2 separate regions of the Mus musculus genome follow, and region 2 is linked to region 1. The links are chromatin contacts, called in public Hi-C maps. All regions are on one chromosome and are shown on one strand. Each heading gives the region's core, a stretch centred on a gene start, on an enhancer-like site or on the middle of the called end of the contact. The rest is flanking DNA. Distances are from core to core; before and after follow the strand shown. Region 1 overlaps Tnr (tenascin R). Region 2 overlaps Tnr (tenascin R).

What was found. A called contact is a pair of places that touch in the nucleus more often than the background predicts.
Region 2: a Hi-C map of bone marrow-derived macrophages shows a contact between it and region 1, with 2.7 times the contacts expected there. The contact joins two enhancer-like sites. A contact is called at or near these places in 1 of 39 promoter capture datasets (hippocampal neurons), 1 of 15 datasets of contacts at CTCF or cohesin (the NIH/3T3 cell line), 5 of 484 Hi-C or Micro-C datasets (the HPC-5 cell line, Th2 cells, bone marrow-derived macrophages and 2 more) and 2 of 115 datasets of contacts at active chromatin or transcription factors (both in bone marrow-derived macrophages).

What each region holds. Positions count from the first base shown.
Region 1 is chr1:159,811,675-159,814,415 of GRCm38.p6, forward strand. All of the region lies in intron 2 of Tnr (tenascin R), which reads left to right. Among named protein-coding and RNA genes, the nearest start is that of Gm31348, 29 kb to the left of the region's middle. Within about 2 kb of position 1,272, at least 104 of the 459 cell types and tissues checked have an H3K27ac peak or open chromatin away from gene starts, as enhancers often do. A contact at or near this core is called in Th2 cells and bone marrow-derived macrophages, where this site is marked.
Region 2 is chr1:159,888,239-159,891,105 of GRCm38.p6, forward strand. Tnr (tenascin R) reads left to right here. Exons shown (of 23, transcript NM_022312.3): 13 at 19-138; 14 at 1,046-1,192. Among named protein-coding and RNA genes, the nearest start is that of Gm31348, 110 kb to the left of the region's middle. Within about 2 kb of position 1,358, at least 113 of the 459 cell types and tissues checked have an H3K27ac peak or open chromatin away from gene starts, as enhancers often do. A contact at or near this core is called in Th2 cells and bone marrow-derived macrophages, where this site is marked.

The DNA.
Region 1 (2,741 bases), core at 22-2,521:
AGTATAAGCAGAAAGTATGAGGCTCCTGGGGCTACAAAGTAGGAAGCCAAGAGGAGAGAAACCCTGGCAGGCAGGCAGGTCTCAAATACAAGGTAACAAAACCCCATTCTCTCCTGTGACTTCACAAAGTAAACCCAGTTCAGTGAGCACCCAGTGTGCTAAGTAGCAGAGGGGAGAGCCCCTGCTTTCTCTGGCACATCAGGGAAGCCTCTCTATTTCCTTACAGCCGTGTTGTTTTGCTCCGCCATGCACCTATATCTTCACAAATGTCATTTTAGGGGATGTGTGGCTGCCATGAGTATCTAGTTTTCAGGGCTCATTTAATGCTGATCCAGCACAAAATGTAAATTTCTCCTAAATGGTCTACAGAGCCACCCAATATATTCAAGACTCTGATACTTGCAGAAGAGATAGGGAAAGAAGGAAAAGAAGAGGCTGATGCCCAAAGGGATTGTGTAGGATTAGCTTTCCATGAGATACCCCAAGTGTGGCATGCCCTATAGACATTGCTGTGGGTAGAGATACCTGTGTGTGCGCCTGTGTGTATTTGTGTGTACATGTATGTGTATGAATGTGTATTTGTACATATGTGTGCATGTATGCGCTCCTTTGTAAACACTTGTTTGCATCTGTGTGAGAGGGAAAAGGACAGCAAAGCTCCCTGAGCAGATAAGGTTTCTCTGGCTGGTTCAGTGGAGGTCTGCAAATGGAATAAGGTCAGGCTGCTTAGGCAGGCAACACTTTCCAGTGTTTTCTACAGTTCCACTGGGTCCTTACTGTTGAAGTCAAAGGTTTAAAGCCTTTGTAGAACCTCCTATGATTAACTGTCACTTAAATACGTCAGCAAGTAGCGACATCAGCAGGCTGATCAACGTGTCAGAAGTCAGGGACTTATAAAAATTGACCCTCAGGTATCAGAGCCACGTCTTCCTTGACTCCAGAAATGTCTGATGTGTTTCCAAGCCGCTGTAGCATTTCCTGGGCTGCCTACAGTGGATACAGTGACGGGCCAGTCTTTTCTAGATGTAGAAGAAAGCCTATTAGCTTAGAGCCACACTGCGTTTCTTTCCCATGCACCTCTGCCTGCCTTAGGGATAGGAACCGCTCCAGGTCTATCTTGTGCTACAGGTCCACTGGGGACATTCAGGGGTCACCAGCTAAACATGAGGAACCTTGAATGTAGAAGTATCTTACCGGCTTCCTACATCAGAGGACATGTGACTCATCAGCTTCCTCTGTTGCTTTCAGAACAGCTGTGGTCACTGGTACTCTATAGTAGTTTCTAAACCACCTCTGCTAGGGGAAGGGCGTGGCTGAAGAGGAGGGTGTGGCTTGCCAAGAGGGGTGTGGCTGAATCCTGGGGTTTGTTTCCTTTCCCCCCTCCCCTCTCCCCGCCCCCCCCTCCCCCAGTGGACAGGAAAGAAGCCGCAGGGCGCAATAGGGATACTAAATGCCTGTTACAACGGGAAACATGTACTGAGCCCTTAGCACATACTGCCCAGCCTGTGTGTTAAGTGTTTCTCCAGGATTCTCTCATTAAATCCTCATAACAAGCTTACACGATAGATGCATAATTGGCTCCACATTACATGTGTTAGGACGAAAATTTGGTGCTATTAACTGAGGAATTTTCCCTTGAGTTCTGCACACCTCCCTGACTGTGCAGAGACAAAAGCCTTTCTTGCCTCAGAAACCATTCTTTGTCCACAAGTAGGAAGTTAAAAAATCAGACTAAACAATGAAAAAGGGAGGGGATTGAGAACAGCAAGAGCAAAGGAGGGAGGAAGGGGGAGAGAGAGGAAGGGGGAAGAGAGGTGAGAAGGAGGAAGGGGGGGAGGGAGGGAGGGAGGGAGGGAGAGAGAGAGAGAGAGAGAGAGAGAGAGAGAGAGAGAGAGAGAGAGGAGAATAAACTCTGAACATGGGCAACAGGCTTGAAGTCTCATGCTTTCAATTGCCAAAAGAATTTAGGCTTTTTGACTTGCTGTTTAATTGAGAAAATGTTTTCTCATTTCTAAAAGCTTGACTTGTTTATTAAGAGCTGCAAGCAAAAGAGGGAATGAACTGCTTGCTGTGCAAGTGTAAAGACCCGAATTCAATCTCAAACTGGCATGGGAGCATAGGCTTCTAACCCCAGCACTCAGGGTTGACAAGAGGATCCCTGGGGCTCCTTGGCCAGCCAGACTAGCTGAATTGGCGATACGATCCTCTGGTCCTTATATATAATAATAATAATAATAATAATAATAATAATAATAATAATAATAATAATAATATAGATAGTTCCTGAGGAGTGACACCCAAGACTGACCTCTGACCTCTATAGGAGTATGCACACAGCACACGCACACACATCCATAGACAAAAAAGGTGCATGCCAGGCCAGCAGCAGCAGATTACATTTCTGTGGTCTGTACATATCCATAAAAATAAAGTAGCGTTAAAAAGAAAGAGACAGAAGAGACTAAAGGTTTCTTTCTGTTACCATTTGAATGTGAAGTAGCTTCCCATAGACTCACATGTTAATACTTGGCTCCCAGGTGACAGCATTAATTTGAAAGGTTCCAAAAACTCCAGGAGGCAAATCCCAGTGTGAGGAAGTAGTTCCAGAAAGGCTGGCTCTCAGTCCCACCCCTTTTGTCTACTTCCTGTTCACCATGAGGTAAATGGCCTCCTCCTCCACGTGCCTCTGCCTCAGTGATACTTCACCCCATCACAAACTCAGAAAAGAAGCCACCACGGGA
Region 2 (2,867 bases), core at 108-2,607, 77 kb after region 1:
ACTCTCTGATCTTTGTAGGAATTGATCCTCCCAAAAACATCACAATTAGCAACGTGACTAAGGACTCCCTGACGGTGTCCTGGAGCTCTCCTGTTGCGCCTTTTGATTACTACCGAGTATCGTACCGACCCACCCAAGGTAATGATATGATTTTGTTTCTCAAACATAAATAAGGCTTGAAGTTGATTAGAGATTATTATGGGTGCATGATCACAACTACACAGCATACACCCTCATACCATACTTCCTCAAAATGAGAGTGTATTGATGAAGAACAACAGAGAAACCATGAGTTCACCAACTTCTCTCAAAATAGGCTCTCAAAATATCATCAAGAGAGCCAAACACTTTACCATGGGAAATAACTGGACACCGTTAGCTAGGCTGCGCAATGAAAAACAATGAAGTGAGGCCTAGATGGCTTTACCAAGAGCCAGTGCTACACATACTATGCTGAGCATAAAGTCTAAGACTAGAATCCTGGATATGGATAAAGACCCAGCAGAGCCACATGGAGCCCTGAAGGGAACCACAGTGATCCTAATTCTGCCATTGTAGCCAATGTATGAGTCAGAGAAGTTGGCCGAGAGCTTGCCTGCATACTGCCAGTTCTTGCTGGTATATGAGGCATTGTTAACAAAGTAGAGAGAATGTTCACTTCCAGCCAGAGGTAGGACAGTTTTCCAGGCTACCTTTCTCTGGGCTGCATAGGGCACTTTTTGCGGTGGCTCTGCCCACTCCACTTCCACTATACTGATATGCCCGCCTCAGAGAAGACCGGTCTGATAGAAACCTACATAATAAATAGCTCATTTACTTTTGTTCTAAAAAGCCCATAAGATGAAAGAGTGAGGCCAGCGTATAAGATCTATTTAAACTCCACCATTATCATTTATGAGTCATGTATCTGCCTTCCCTTCCCTATTGCATGCTGAGCCCACACCCATCTGTGCCTCATGACCCACTGTCCCAATGTACACTGAGCCATGGACCCACTGATAAGAGAGCTGTTGAACGTTTAGTGATGGATTTTGTTCTTCCTCAGTGGGACGGCTAGACAGCTCCGTAGTGCCCAACACCGTGACAGAGTTCGCCATCACCAGGCTGTATCCAGCTACTGAATATGAAATAAGCCTCAACAGTGTACGGGGCAGGGAGGAGAGTGAACGCATCTGCACCCTGGTGCACACAGGTAAACATGGCTCCCTTGCTGGGTGTCGGCTCAGGACATAAGCAGCAGCCTTGAAACAAACACAGGAAGCAGAGTGAAATCACTCCAGCGCATACAGTGGATACTGGCTCCGGGGCCTGAGACGCCATTCTTTGGCTCCTCTGACTCACTGTGTCCTTCAGGACAAGTTGTGGTTTCTCTCCCCACAGACTGTTCTTTCTAATTATAGGAGTTTGGTGAGTCACACTTGAGGAGGAGTCTTGCTCGTTCAGGTTCAGAATGTTCATGGAACTTCCTCTACGAAGAGCGCCCTTTCAAAGACGCATGATGGAGACAGATTCCACAGCAAACATTTGAATCATAGGATCTCTTTAAGTCTTGGGGGTTGAGGAAACTTCAGAAAAGCATTGTTATTCCAGTTTCAGGAAACTAGGGGTGGATTATTCATCATATACAGCCACCCCATAGGTGTATTGCCTTTGCTCCAGGGAAAAGGCTCTAAGTCCATCACCTGTATGAAGGCAGTAGAGGTGAAGGTGACCCTTTGTGGCATCCCCAGCTGCTTTCAGGAACACTATGTAGTTCTTGTTCTCCTGTAGGAAATGTCCTCTGTGTCCTCAGGCCCCTTCACAGAAGGAAGGTGGGGAAAAGAGATGGGCTTTAATATGAAAAATAGGGAGGAGAAAGTCTCCTACCATGCCTTTTTTCAGAAAACTGGCTCTTTGGATAAGCCTGAAGATAGGGCTCCTTTTCTGTAACTCCACTAGCCTCCCTTCTCTGGTCCTTAAGCAAGTATATCACATAGGATTAGCACAGATTTGCTCTAGATGGCAGTGGAAGGCACAGCCATCAGTTTCTATCCTCAACATCGAGAACCTTCTAGTTAAACCACAGTTTCCACTACACATAGGAAAACATTCAGCCTGCCTCATTAAGCGAACACCTGGATATCCCAACGCTGCTAAATTTCCCTAGAGATGGTGATTTCTGAAGGAGGAGAGTGTGCCTAAGGAGTCCTCACTGCTTTGTAAATACTCTTACAAGCGCCAAAACATTATCTATTAACACAGTGACCAAAACGTCATTCAGAAACATAAAAAGGTACCTTTCGTAGTCTCCCTCCTTCTGGTAGATGCACTATGTTTTGTCAGTGATCATTAAAGCAGGCAGTGGATAAACATTGACCAGAAGTAATGACCATTCAGCCAAGAAAGCCTGAAAATTCTGCCATATTTTCTCATTGAAAATCATAAAAAGGATTTCGAGAATATCGTGTTCCCAAGATAAGAGTGTTGTGACTCAGCCCAAAAGCTAACTCGTGTGATTCTTGGCCACAGGCAGCAGACATCACAAAAGCAGAAACTCAGCAGCACACCAAGCCACCCTGTCATCTTTCAAGTTAGTCAGACTGGTTCTGGTAACTTCCAGTCACTGTGCCACGCTCAGAAGTGTCTCCGGTTGTTCTTTTCAAGTCATCACAATAATCTTAAAACTTGTAGAATGACAGCTCCTTCAGGAGATGGTACACATCTCAGAAATCATCCAACCATAGACTCTAATAGGAGTTGAATTTAAAGACGTTTTTGAAAGCACAGATTATGAATAAAATTCAAAACACTGAATTGTAAAGTCTTTATTTCTTCTTGTTACTTTGGGATGAGGAACATAAGCAAAAAAAAGGGGGGGGGAGAAAGAA